Regions from separate parts of the Cricetulus griseus genome. Here region 1 is linked to region 2. The links are chromatin contacts, called in public Hi-C maps. All regions are on one chromosome and are shown on one strand. The core of a region is the stretch at or near the end of the contact, and the rest is flanking DNA. Distances in the headings are between cores, read along the strand shown. Region 1 has its middle 54 kb from the start of Utp6. Region 2 holds the start of Rab11fip4 (rab11 family-interacting protein 4).

What was found. A called contact is a pair of places that touch in the nucleus more often than the background predicts.
Region 1: a Hi-C map of liver shows a contact between it and region 2, with 2.1 times the contacts expected there. The contact joins the enhancer-like site here to the promoter of Rab11fip4 in region 2. A contact is called at or near these places in 2 of 8 Hi-C or Micro-C datasets (fibroblasts and liver).

The regions. Positions count from the first base shown.
Region 1 is chr7:93,351,279-93,358,709 of CriGri-PICRH-1.0, forward strand. It overlaps the pseudogene LOC100770768. Among named protein-coding and RNA genes, the nearest start is that of Utp6, 54 kb to the right of the region's middle. Within about 2 kb of position 3,388, at least 1 of the 6 cell types and tissues checked has open chromatin away from gene starts, as enhancers often do. A contact at or near this core is called in fibroblasts, where this site is marked.
Region 2 is chr7:93,030,292-93,037,130 of CriGri-PICRH-1.0, forward strand. It overlaps Rab11fip4 (rab11 family-interacting protein 4), which reads left to right and starts at 4,863. Exons shown (of 16, transcript XM_027426531.2): 1 at 4,863-4,893; 2 at 4,896-5,020. The coding sequence starts at 4,863.

The sequences.
Region 1 (7,431 bases), core at 2,138-4,637, 320 kb after region 2:
ACTGAGGAAAGCAGGCAGGCAGGCAGACATGGCGCTGAAGCAGTAGCTAAAAGCTTACACCCTGATCCACAAGTTGAAGACAGAAAGAGCATGAGACTGGGCCTGGCAGGGGCTTTTGAAACCTCAAAGCCCACCTCCAGTGACATACCTCATCCAACAAGGCCACACTTCCTAACATACTTTCTAATCCTTCCCCAAAATAGTTCTACCAGTTAGGGACTAAGCATTCAAATATATAAGCTACAGAGGCCACACTCATTCAAACCACTACACAACGTGAAATTCTTTTCCCAGTCTGGGGCACTTTTCCCAGTGTGAGGCACTTGCTTCAATTTTCAGTGCCACATAAACCAAGCATGGCAACACACACCTGTAATCTCAACACCTGAGAAGTAAAAGCAGGAGGATCAAGAGTTCAAAGTCATCCTCAGCTATATAGTGAGTCCTGGACCAGCTTGAGCTATAGGAGGGGGAGGAAGGAGGAGGGGATGGAAGAAGGGAAGAAGAGGAGAAAAGGCCTCTAGTCTCCACATGCAGATCCATAAACACTGCATCTCATGTTCTGTCTGATGTCTCCTTCTTCTTCCTCCCTCCCACGTCTTTGAGGAATTAATCAATTGTCCCTTTTAACATTTTTGTTTAAGTTTCTTTTTCTTTTTCTTTTGCTACAGTGTACATGAAGATCAGAGAAAAACTTATCAGAATTGGTTCTCTCCTTCCATCAAGTAGGTCCCCACCTAACTCAACTTGTTGAGTTTGGTAGCGAGTACCATTACCCCTGGGCTATCTTTCTGGCTCCTAATCAGTTACCCTTTATTTTAGGTTTGTAAATTTGTTTTATTTTATGTGTGTGGGTGTTTCGCCTGCATGTATGCCTGTGCACTCACTACATGTATTCCTGGTGCCCTTGGAGGCTAGACGAAGGTGTTGGATCCCTTGGAACTAGAATTGCAGACAGTTGAGAACCACCATGTGGGTGCTGGGAATGAAACTCTGGCCCTCCAGAATAACACCCAGTGCTCTTAGCCACTGAGCTATCTCTCCTGCCCCATTTTAAATTTCTTACCTTTGACATCCAACATCTACCATGTCCTCTGAACCAGACCCCCTGGAGTGGCAGATGGCAGCTCCCTGAGAGAATATAGAAAAGCCACCTGAGCTGGAATTTTTGCCTCACCAAGTCATAACTTCTACTAATGCAGGGTCAGGGAGAAACCGTAGCCTGAAATCACAGAATCTTTGAGGTCACCTTACTCTCTGACCCTCATTTTGCCACCAAGCAGCATGTTAGGGTTCAGGGCACTTGTGTCAGGCCACAGCTTACTGAAGACAGGACTGGGATTGGGACAATCCTGGTCTGTCCCCTGTTGCATGTTGTTTTCCTACAGAGATATACAACAGAGTGATGTTCTGGGAATAACCAGACCAGACACTATGACCCACTTTCTACTGAAACACTGGGTGAGATGTCTGAACCCTTTGCAGATGACAAAGGAGATGGAAGAAGAACTCAAACAGGTCAATCAAGAATGAAAAGCAAGAACCTGGAGAAAATGTAGAAGCTAGATTGTTACTAAGGCAATGTGCCAACTCAAGTGGCCTTGAGCTTTCAGCTGGAGGCCTCAGAGAGCATGTGGAAGTAGAATCAGACTCCAGCCTGGATGAGGGGGAGAGTCCATCAGAACTCTCCTACAGAGCTTGGCTATGTTCTGTGGTGAGCTTAAAAAAATGCCTGTCCCCAAAAGAACAAGGGAAATGGCCCATGTCCAACTTTGAAAATGAAGGAAAAAAAAAAAACAAAAAAAACAAAAAAACGTTTTTACCCTTATGTAGACCACAAGCTACCCATTATGTTTAATTTCATACATAAATAGGCCAAAACCCTCAAGCTACTCCAACAAGGCTTTCAAGGAGAGGGAGTTAACTCAAGAATATCCAAGGCTGAATGAGGTCAGTGGTCCCAAAGAGCAATGGCAGAGGCTGACCTCTGACCTCTGTGAGGATACACACTCACAACACCATGCATATATACACACCCAAGTACACACACATATACCCATGCATACACTTTTTAAAAGACTGTCTAAGGCTGGGAATGTAGTTCAATGGTACAGCGGCAGAGCACTTGCCTAGCATGCTTGAGGCTCTGTATTAGAGCCCCAATACACACATGAACACACACACACATGAGGGAAGAGCATTGCAGGCAGCAAAGAGGTCCTAACCCAGAGTCGTGCTGGCTAATACCAGCAACACAAGAAAGCCTCAGGATGTGGTAAGAGAAAGCCAAGGAGAAATGGGCAATAGAGTCATGCACAAATAAGAGAAGGCCTGGTGGTACAAGGACTGGTGTGTGCTTATAAAGCCTTGGACTTTCTCCATATGTATTAGTTTGTTTGTTCATGATAAAACACCATGACTAAGACCACTTAGAGAAGAAAGAATTTATTTTTGACTTATAGTTCCAGAGGGTTAAGAGTCCATGGAGGCAGAGGGGAGGCATGGCATGGCAGTCATGGTGGCAGGAGCCGGAATCTGAGAATTTTATCTTGAACCACAATCGAGAAGCAGAAAAATGGAAATAGGTGAAGGCTTTCATTCTCAAAGCCTGCTCCCAGTGATACAGTTCTTCCAGCAAGGCGGAACAACCTAAACTTCCCCAAACAACACCACCAACTAAGGACCAAGTATTCAAATGACGGAGACTATGGAGGACATTTCTCATTCAAACTGCCACATTCTAGAATGGGAGTGTTTCAGTGGAGGAATAAGATGATCTTTTTGCTTGTTTGGGATTTGTTTTTTGAGACAGGGTTTCTCTGTAGCTTTGGAGGCTGTCCTGAAACTTGCTCTGTAGACCAGGCTGGTCTCAAACTCACAGAGATCCACCTGCCTCTGCCTCCTGAGTGCTGGGATTAAAGGCATGCACCACCACTGCCCAACGATCTGTCTTATAAAGGAAAAAAAAATCATCTTGGCTTCTGTTCTCAGAGCATATGAATGGGAACAGAAAGATCAGATAGAGCACTATCCCACAGAGCCAGGTGAAAATGATGGCGGCTCCAGGAAGTCCAGCGGGTCAAAGGATGAGGTCATATTTGGGGTATGCTAGCATACACAGAGAATCCGTTCCTGATGTTGTCCGAATGTGAGAAACTGCCATGATGCCAAGGTTTTTGACCTAAGAGACTGGCAGGAAAGAGTTGCCATTGGCTGAGTGGAGAACAGGCTTAGCGGAGGGGCACAGAGGTTCTGAACTCAATGCGTCTGAGATATCTATGAGTCAAAGGGATGCATCGGGTTCACAGACATGTATGGAATCCAGGGGAAAATTCCAACTGCAGATCCAAGCTTGGGACAGAGAGAGTCACGTAGGGATAGTGTCAGAAGCTACATGGTCAGATGAGATCATCAGAGTGAGTGTGAACAGAGCAGAGAACCAAGTCCTGAGCACTGAGACACATCCAACAGTCAGAGGTCAGAGGGAAGAACTAGGGCATGGTGATTGCTGGGAAGGAGCAGTCAATAGGGATGAAAGAAGGCCTGAGAACTTGAGGCCCTGCAAGCCCAGTCAAGGAGTGTGTGAAGGGAGGTGTACAAGTCTCTAACTGCTGGGGCTAGTCAGTGGCACAGAACAGAGCACCAGTTCTGATGAGAGAAACCTCATATGATGAATGAGGCTGGTGGTTATACAGAGAAAATCACAATGGGACAGGCAGTGGTGGTGGTGCAAGCCTTAAATCCCAGCATTCCAGAGGTAGAGATGATCGGATACCTGTGAGTTCAAGGCCAGCCTGGTCTATAGAGCTTGTTCCGGGACAATCAGGGTTATACAGAGAAACCCTAGCTTAGGAAAAAAATTAAAGGAGCCAAGGAGCAGAGGTTAACACACAAGCGCAAAAGAGAGGAAAAGAGAGAATCACCACCCACCAGAGAAGCTAAGATCAAAACTAGCCTGAAATGCTATATATTGGCAAAGACATGGAGCAAATGAACCTTTAACACACTCCCTGTGGGACTGGGGATTGGTGCAACCGTTAGGAAAAACCTTTGACACTGACACTAAAGATAAATGAGCATAATCTGTGTGTGACCCCTGATTCCATTCCTGGGTATGTGTCCAATGGCAAGCTAAACAAGTGTTGACCACAAGACATGAACTAACTCTTTCACAGCATCAGCATAGCAGGCCCAAACTAGAGATAGCCCACCACCACAGATCAGATAATACAGTCAGTCACACAGTGACACGTAACCCAGCAGTGACAGCAAGCGAACCACTGCTATATGCAACCACATGAGTCGCCTGTCTATTACTGATAAATTATAAAGTCATGGGCTGGGGACTCAGTGGTAGAGCATTTGCCTAGCATGAACAGGGTCCTAGGTTCAATCTACAACATCACACACCCAAAAAATTTTTAATGAACCAGGCAGCTGGGTAGTGGTGGCACACCCTTTATTCCCAGCACTCAGGAGGCAGAGGCAGGCAAATCTCTGAATTCGAGGACAGCTTGGTCTATAGAGCAAGTTCCAGGACAGCCAGGGCTACACAGAGAGACCCTGTCTCCAAGAACAAAAACCAAAACCAATAAATAAATAAATAAATAAATAAATAAATAAATAACAGTTAAAAAGGAATGGACTGCAGAGCCCATTTAAAGTTCAAATTCTTATAAAACTGTTACACACAGCAACAACACCTTGTATAGTACACTAAGCTGGGTGTTGTGACACATGCCTATACTACTCATACCTAAGAGGCTGAAGCAGGATTCAGAATTCAAGTCCAGTATGGGCTACACAATGAGACTCTCTCTCTCTCAAAAATCAAAGAAGTAAAATGTGCACTAAGATTCATAGCAGTGAAAAAAAAAAAAAGAGGCCATGAATTTGAAAAAGAACAAGGAGGAGTATTTGGAAGGGTTTAGAGAAAGGAAGGGAAAGGGGAAATGATATAATTATATTGTAATCTTAAAAATAAAGATTCATAGCAATGCTATTCACAATAGCCAAAAGTAGGAAGGGCCCAAGAGTCCATGGATGGATGAGAAAATGCTGTACAGCCACACAATGGAACACTATTCAGCCATAACAAGGGACAGAGTGCTGAGACATTCTGCAACATGGATGGACCTTGGAAATACTAAACTGGGGCTGGAGAAATGGCTCAGCAGTCAAGAGCACTGACTGTTCTTCCAGAGGACCTGAGTTCAACTCCCAGCATCCACATGGCAGCTCACAACTGTCTGTAACTCCAAGATCAGACAAAACTGTAGGCAAAACAACAATACACATAAAAAAATAAATTACTTTAAAAAAAAGAAAGAAAGAAAATACTAAACTGTTGGGCGTTGGTGGCACACACCTTTAATCCCAGCACTCGGGAGGCAGAGGCAGGTGGATCTCTGTGAATTCGAGGCCAGCCTGGTCTACAGGGTGAGTTCCAGGACAGCTTCCAAAACAATACAGAGAAACCCTGTCTCGAAAAAAAGAAGGAGGAGGAGGAGGAGGAGGAGGAGGAGGAGGAGGAGGAGGAGAAGAAAAAGAAAATACTAAGCTGAAAGGAAGAAGTCAGACACAAAAGGCCCTGCATTAAATATGATTCCATTTATATGAAGCATTCAGAGTAGACAAGTCCACAGACCTAAAAGCAAATTTGTGGGTGCTACAAGCTGAGGCAAACAGGGCTGAGGAGTGATGGCATGTTAATGGATAGGCTTTTCCTTCTGAAGTGATGCCAGTTTGCCATGGAACACTGTAAGTGTGCTGAGCATCACTGAGTTCTACACTTTAAAATGGCTGAGATGGTAAATATTTTATGTTACATTTATTTTATAAAAGGATTAAATGGATCTATGGCATAATAAATCAGAACCGTAGTTACCTAGGGCAAAGAGACAGGTACAGAATCCTGGGGTGCTGGCCATCTTCTTTTATAAAACCTTGGTGGTTGTGATGTGGACAGGTTCACTTTATGAAGAGTCACTGAGAAGGAAAGACAAAGAGAGCAGCTGATTGTTGTTTTGTCTTCTTTTTAGACAGAATCTCCCAGGTTAGACTTGAACTCACAGCAACCCACCTGCCTCAGCCTCCCGAATGCTAGAATCATAGCTGTGAGCTTCCACAGCCAGCTGAGCACAGACAATTCTTTTCTTTTAAACACTTTTGGGGTTTTATTTATGTTTATGTGTCTCCCTGTATGTATACACATGTGTGGAGATGCCTGCAGGAGCCAGAAGGGGGTGTCAGATCCCCTGGAGCTAGAGTTGCAGGCGGGTGTGAGTGGCCTAGGAACTGAACAAAGGGTCTTCTGGAAGAGGAGCAAGCAGGCTTTTTGGTTGGTGGTTTTTTGTTTTGTTTTTTGAAACAAAAGTTTCTCTGTAGCTTTGGATGTAAGACCCGCTCGGAATGCTTCTGCATGTCCCCTGCTCCTCTGTCTTCCCCACCTGTGCCGGTGCTGGGTGTTCTCTATGGAGCAGGCGGGAGGAGCAGATGACTGAGGGCAGCGCGGCGGGGACTGAGCAGGGCAGGGCCAGGGTTCGGCCAGGGGCTGGAGAATGCAGCGCGGGCGGCGCCTGGAAGGGGAACTTGAGCTGGGAGAGCAGCGGTGCTGCTTGTCCAGGAGCTGCGAGCGGGGAGCCGCCTCCAAGGCCAAGGACACGGGGGCCGCGGAGCTGCCGGGGCCTCCCAAGCCTTCACCCCGGCAGGGCTCGCGCCCCCGGCCCGCCCCGCCTGGCACCGCACCTCGGGGCTGGGGCCGAGCAAGGAGCCCGCGAGGAGGCCCGAGGGCGAGCACCAGGTGGGCCGGCACCAGAGCGAACACCAAGTGAGCCGGCCTGGGCCCTGCCCCCACACCCCCACCTGATGAGAAACACTCCGTCCCAAGGTCTCCGCCCCCAAGGTCAGCCATCTGGACGCGGAAGGGGGGGAATTGAGTCTGTTGTACCAGACACCAGACCTTGATATGCTGATCTGGAATGGCTCTGTGTCTCATTTGAACCATCCAATAGAAATGATTCTGTATTTCGCCTCTCATTTGAAAGACTCTGTGTTTCACCTCATTTGAATGATTCTATACTTCGCCTCATTTGAATAACCCTGTATAGCGCCTCATTTACATTGACCAATGGGAATAGCTCTGTACAATGCCTCATTAGAATTATCCAATAGAATCCCTGCTTCTAGCTTGCGCCTTTTTCCCTATATAAGGACCCCTTTCCCTTGGCTCTGCGCGCTTAGCCACACAGAAGCTAAGTCGCCCGGGTACCCGTAGTTTCAATAAAGCCTCTTGCTTTTGCATCCAAGTCCGTGGTCTCGCTGATTCCTGGGTGCGGGTCTCCTTCTACGAAAGTACCTCTTCGGGGGTCTTTCATGGAGCCTGTCCTGGAACTCACTCTATAAACCAAGCTGGCCTCCAATTCACAGAGG
Region 2 (6,839 bases), core at 3,613-6,112:
ATGTGGCATACTCTTGCCCAAACATATACAATTGCACATAAGTATATTTAACAGGAAACCAAAGTGTCTCCTTAGGAATGAATGATGCATGCACCACACACACGTATGAGCACATGCTCAAACAGGAACACTCATTCGGTGCATATTTAACTACTTTAGATTCCAGGGGGCTGGGTTTGCTCCTCCTTCTTTGAGGGAATATTTGCGGGGTTGACATTAAGAGGAGGAGGAGGACAGCAGTCACTACTGCCCCTCCCTCCCCTCTCAGGACCTCTGTTCACGACTCACCGGCTCTCCTGGAAAGGTTCTGGGTGGGCACTCCTCCTCACCCAAGCTCCTGCAGGAAAGGAAGGATGAGGCCTCAGACATTGTGCCACTCCAGTGCAGCCCAGGCCAGACAGAGCCCCATCACCCCCAGGACCTGCTGTGTGACTGGAAGTGTGTGAGCACTCTACACTCTGCAGCTGAGACAGGTGACAAAGGAATAATTTTACCACTTTCTCCTCTCCAAAGTGATAATTATTCATGGTTTGAGAAATATCTGCAGGCTGTGAGGAGGAAGAACCTTCGAGTCCTGCTCCATTTCTGGGCAACCTGGGTGGGGAAGTTAGGACTGACTACAGAAGAATTGCATCCCTTTGGGGCTGGGATGAAGCTTAGTTGATGGAGAATATGCAAGAGGCCCTGAGTTGCATCTTTGACAACATGGGATGGCAACAGGCCTGGAAAGCCTAGCACTTGGGAGGTGGAGGCAGAAGGATCAGAAATTCAAGACCATCATTGACTACATAGCAAGCTGGAGTCCAGCTTAGGCTACACAAGACCCTATCTCAGCTGTAGACTGACTCCCTGTAGACTGACTCTGAGCCTGTCTATACTGACATGTGGATAGGCCACTGTGTGCCAGACAGACCCTGGCAAGACAATGCACACAAGCTCTCATTACATAACTACCAGATCTCTGCAAAGTAGAAACTACAGTGATGGGGGATGCCCTTCTGTATATATGTTTCTCTTATTGGTTGATGAATAAAACACTGTTTGGCCAATAGCCAGTAGAGGCAGGAAGATAGGCGGGGCTGGGAGAACACTGGGGAGAGAGAGAGACTTTGGTAGCCACCAAAGAAATAACAGGTCCGGGCATGCTCTTGTAAGCCAAGACCATGTGGAAATACATAGATTTATAGAATGGGTTAATAATTAAGACAGAACTAGCCAATAAGAAGCCCTACTCATCAGCCAACAGTTTATAAATTAATATATGTCTCTGTGTGCTTATTTGGAGCTGAAGATAGGCGGGAGCTGGCAGGAAAGAAAAACCCCAGTTACACTACAACCTCTGCTTTCCAGACAGGAACACTGACTGACATGAGCATCAAGGGGCTGAAAGGGCACCAGACCTTTGCTCAGTTCAGCTGCCGATATGACTTAATATCAACAACAACTCACACCATGAGCTATTTATATTCACAGCGGCTGTTAAGCTACCACAAACTACCTAAAGCTTCGTGGATTAAAAAACAGAAATGTGTTCTCCTTTCTGGAAGTCAGGTCAAATGCATGTGTTGACTAAGGCTGTGCTCCTGCAGAGGCTCTTGAGAGATTTTCTCCCTGATCTGTTCGCTCTGTGTGCACGCGCGAGCGTGTGTGTGTGTGTGTGTGTGTGTGTGTGTGTGTGTCTGCTGGCTTCCTGAGCTATGGTTGAAGAGTGCCTGGTTCTACCCATGATCACAACACCCTCTTGTGTTGCTGAGCTTACCTCTGATCCTTCATGAAGATTCGTGAGATTGCAGTTAGAACCCTTACAAAGGAGCACTGAGATGCGACCAAGGACAAGTCTTCCTATGGGCCAGAGTAAGGGTTCCCCAGTGGAAAGTGTTACAGCTCTGTTCTGCTCTGCCCCCTTCACAGAATCTGGAAGGGAATTTGCCACAGGAAGTGGAAGAGACAGTGGTAAGAGTGAGGGGCCCCCAGGCCTGGCTGCAGGAGCTAGGGAGTGTCCAGTGCTCATGGAGAGGCAGGAGTCAGGTGTGGTGGCAAAGGCCTTTAATCTCTGCACTGGAGAAGTGGCAGGAAGATTGTGCATTTAGAGTCAGCCTGCACTACAGAGCTCAAAACTGTCCCAGGATCTGGGAATAATGGAATTTGCTTCCATTCTGTCTTTGTGGAGAACTTGAATGTGGTTATGGGCTTCGGATTTGTTTTCCTGGATTGATCTGAGGCTCCACCTAAGCCAGTTGAGGTGAGTGAGGTCTCTTGCTTTCCGGGTCTCCCTTCCAGGGGTTGTGTTGCCAGGGTGGGCTCTGAAGGACATTCTTGCATCTCCCACTAAGGGGCAAACCCCAGCTGCCACCTGCCTTTCATTTTACATTCATTCACTCATTCATTTATTCATTCATTCGTTCGTTTATGTGCTAGTACCTCACAGAGAAGCATCCAGCTACCAGATAAAAAGACTCCACTTCCCAGAAGAGTACACTAGCCCTCTCCAATGGCTAACATCATGAACAAGCTGTGCCCTGACCCTCAAACTCTCACGGCTTTCTTCCTAGGGAGATCTAACTGTAAGCATTTTGAGGGATTGAATGGGATGGACAGGGATGAATTATGGCACTCCAGAGCCAAAGAATACTGAGTGTTACAGCTCAGATGGAAAGGTATTCTGGCACTCAAGAGCCAAGGAATACCATAGGTCACAGTAAGCATAGTAGCTTCCAGGCCTCCCCAGTGTATTAGCTCTGCCCCAGCAGGAGAGGGTTTCCCAGATAAGTTGTTAGCTACAGTTGGGCTCCAGTTCCACAGAGAGCATAGTGTAACAACTTTGCTTGGCCAGAGGAAGGGTTCCCGAGTGGAAAGTGTTACAGACCTGTTCTGCTCTGCTCCACTCCACCCAGGGTTGTCTCTGCTCCAGCGAAAGAAGGTCTCACCCAAACCTCATTCAAGAGATTTATTGGGAGGGAAGAATCCAGGAGAGTGGCTGTGGCAGAGGGCAGCTGGGCAGCCTGACAGCCACAAGCTGAACAGACATGGGATTTATATAGAGCTTCTTAGGGGCTGGAGTTTCTCCAGGAAGATTTCCAAGGTGGAGATTGGTCAGATTTCAATCCCTGAGCTCAGACTGCCTAGATCTCCTGCTCAAGGATTGGTTAGTTTTCTGCACAGGTTTAGGGTCAGATTTGGCTCGGGTTTCAGGGCCTTTTGGCTCTAATTTTAGGGCTAGGGTGTATTTATTTCACCAGCTCTGATTCCAGGGACAAAGTGTGTTTCTTTGGCACTGGTTTCAGGGTCAGGGTGCATTTCTTTGGTTTTGGTTGCAGGGCCAAACTGTGTTTCTTTGGCTCTCCTCAGAGTGTGTTTCTTTGGTTGGCCCTTTTCCACTACACTGACCTCTGGAAGAGTAAGCGCATCAAATGGGATCAGCCTGGTTAACCCCTGCAGTCAGGACTCATCAATCCCTGCACAGGACATCCATACCCGAGAGTCGCCTGAAGATCAGAGAGGAAGGAAATAGGCTCAGATCCGGGAGGCCCTGCGGACCTTGTGCAGAACTGGGTCCAAGTCCCCTACTCTTCTCTGTCCAGGACACTGAATTGCTCTGGGCTACTGAAGGGAATGGGGCTGACCATCTTCTCTGGGCTCACACTTGACCGGAGATCAGAGACATGAGGTGACTAAGACCTATCATGACCTTTAGTTTCCCACCATGGTGAGGGACCTACTCATTCTAGCATAGTTTCAGAAATACGTGTGGGTTTGGAAGGACGGCTCAGAACTTAGGTGAGGCAGAAAGACAAGACTTCCCCGAGGAAGAAAGCTGCGCTTGCTGGTCTGGAAGTGTGCGCAGGCAAGGTCTGTGCTTGAGTAGGGGGCATAGTGTAACCTGTAAGAGCATAGTGTAGCAACTTTGCTTGGCCAGAGGAAGGGTTCCCGAGTGGAAAGTGTTACAGACCTGTTCTGCTCTGCTCCACTCCACCCAGGGTTGTCTCTGCTCCAGCGAAAGAAGGTCTCACCCAAACCTCATTCAAGAGATTTATTGGGAGGGAAGAATCCAGGAGAGTGGCTGTGGCAGAGGGCAGCTGGGCAGCCTGACAGCCACAAGCTGAACAGACATGAAACCTGTAAGGCTGAACGAGGTGCTAGGTGGATAAGAGGCTGCGCCTGGTCTCTGCAGGGCCCGATGAACCTCAGCTGAACGTCACCAGGGAGGCAAGATACAGGCTGGGTCACCACACTCAGGATGGAGTCCTGGGAGCCGAGCTTAGGGCCTGAGGAGCTGCCTGAAAAATGCAAGAGGAAAGGAGCTCTGGGCTCCCAAGCCATGGTATTTCAGGGCCCTGCGGACACCAAGCCCGATAGAAGGCCTCATTCTTTCTTCCTCTCACCTACTTTTAGACCCCTTCACCCGCCACCCTTCCAGGGTCCCCGCACCTCCTCACGGCGCCCCTCCCTTGCCCTCAACAAGCTGCGTGGCCTCTCGGCGGCGCCTCCGCTTCCTGGGAAGCCAATGGAGCAATCAAACGCACTAAGCTGGGGCACCTGCAACACCCGGATCTGACAAAGGACGTGTGCACCGGCTAGTCGCGGGGTGCACGGGCAGCTCGGGGCCCGGTTGTCCGGCCCCCGCCCCTCCCCGCGGCTCCGGATCAGGTCTAGAAGGGGCGGGGCGGGGCGGGGCCTGGGGCGGCTCGGGTCCTTTTGTCTGCAGCCCCGCCCCCCGCCCCGCCCCCACGCGGGCCCGCGGGCGCGGCAGACACGGCGGCTGACACGAGCGGCCGCGCGGGCGGAGGCTGCGCGCCGCAGACCCAGGCGGTGCGAGCGCGATGGCGGCGGCGCGGGGCTCGGGCTAGCAGCGGGCGGCGCGGATGGCGGGCGGCGCGGGCTGGGCGGGCGCCCCCCGGCTCTGCTGCGCTCCGTGCGCCGCCTGCGCGAAGTGTTCGAGGTGTGTGGCCGCGACCCCGACGGCTTTCTACGCGTGGAGCGTGTCGCGGCGCTCGGCCTGCGCTTCGGCCAAGGAGAGGAGGTAAGGAGCTTTCGCTCGTGTCCCCGGGCTGGGGGAACCGCAGAGAAGCTGTGCTATCACACCCCGGGCCTGTGCTTCACATGGCACACCCGCGATAGCCGGCCTATCCACCTGCACGTCCCTCCAGGCCATCCCCAACCACTGGAGCTCTCAAATCTAGCCTCTCGACACCCCCTCCAACACCCATCAAATCGCAGGGGTATATATGCACAGCACCAGGCCTAGGGGTGACAGGGACAAGCAGGGCTGATCTGCAGTCTCTGGTCCTTAGCTGTGCCTACCCAACCTATAACAGGAGGAGATACCTGCTTGGGGCCACCCTGGATTCTGGCCCAGTTCGTAGGGACCTCCTACTCAAGCTAGATGGGCAGGCCTGACTGACAGCGGGCTGTACTGGCTGCAGGGGGCCAGCCAAGGACCAAGCTGGGAGTGGTGAGCTGAGACTCTGGTGTTGGTGTAGGGCCGCATGGGTGGCACAGAGCAGCACTGTGGGCGGGGGAGGTGTTAGCCGGTCTGAAATGGCAGGGTCTGAACTGCCAGTGTATGGTGAATAACTGCCCATTGGGCTAGTGTCCTCTTGCCATCCACACAGGGGCTAGTGTCTGTGTCTGAGAGGAGGACAGGGCACTGTGTTCACGAAGCCCTGCAGTGGTCAGCATCTTCTGGATTCAAAAGTCTTGGCTGAGCTCTGGGTTTCCAAGGCCATCTGAGATCTCAGACCCTATGTGGGGAGCTTGGAACCTTGGTCTCAAGTGTGTACTGGGTGGCATTCTGTTCACAGGACAGGTCGGGATGGCATTTTAGAACATGGGAGGAGCTGGGCTATGACCAGTCCAACTGGTGCTTTCTTGTCACCTGACAAGTGAGAGGTAATAACAATCCCTTTCTAGGTAGCTGGGCACTGGCCAGAACCTGGGAATCCCCGAGAGCAGGAGGTGGAGGAGGGAGGCAGGTCTGGCCCCCCATCCCAGGAAACTTACTAATGCGGTTCCCTCTTGAAGCCCATTCTCTACCTCTTCTCTGCTTTGCTTGGGGCATCTGCTGCTGCTACCTCAGCCTTTCTTTTACAGAGGTTAGCAGAATCTCTCTTCTTGGCCAGCATCTCCTACCTGAGCAGGGTGTACAGCCCCTAATACAGGAGGCCATAAGCTAAGCATCCCCAACACAGGGAGCTACAGGCTGAGCATCCCTAAAACAGGGGCTGTAGGCTGGGCATCCCCTAATACAGGAGGCTACAGGCTGAGCATCCCTAACACAGGGGGCTGTAGGCTGGGCATCCCCTAATACAGGAGGCTACAGGCTGAGCATCCCTAAAACAGGGGCTGTAGGCTGGGCATCCCCTAATACAGGAGGCTACAGGCTGAGCATCCCTAACACAGGGGGCTATAGGCTGGGCATCCCCTAATACAGGAGGCTACAGGCTGAGCATCCCTAAAACAGGGGCTGTAGGCTGGGCATCCCCTAATACAGGAGGCTACAGGCTGAGCATCCCTAACACAGGGGGCTATAGGCTGAGCATCCCCTAATACAGGAGGCTACAGGCTGAGCAGCCTCTAACACAGGAGGCTGCAGGTTGCTGGTGTGGAGCCTCCTTGCTTTGGCTGGAACCTAGAATTCCAGAATCAGAGACCCTCAGGCATAGGGATGACGTCACTACAAACTCTGGCAGAAGGCCAAAGCCCTGTAACCATATCCCCAGGCTAGACAGACACCTCCTGTCCTTAGATCCTCCTCCCTCCACCCTTCAGAAACAAACTTGCTGGTCACTTACTCATGGTGTTCTGCATGGGAACTCACCTGGGTTTCCCTTCTGCACTGT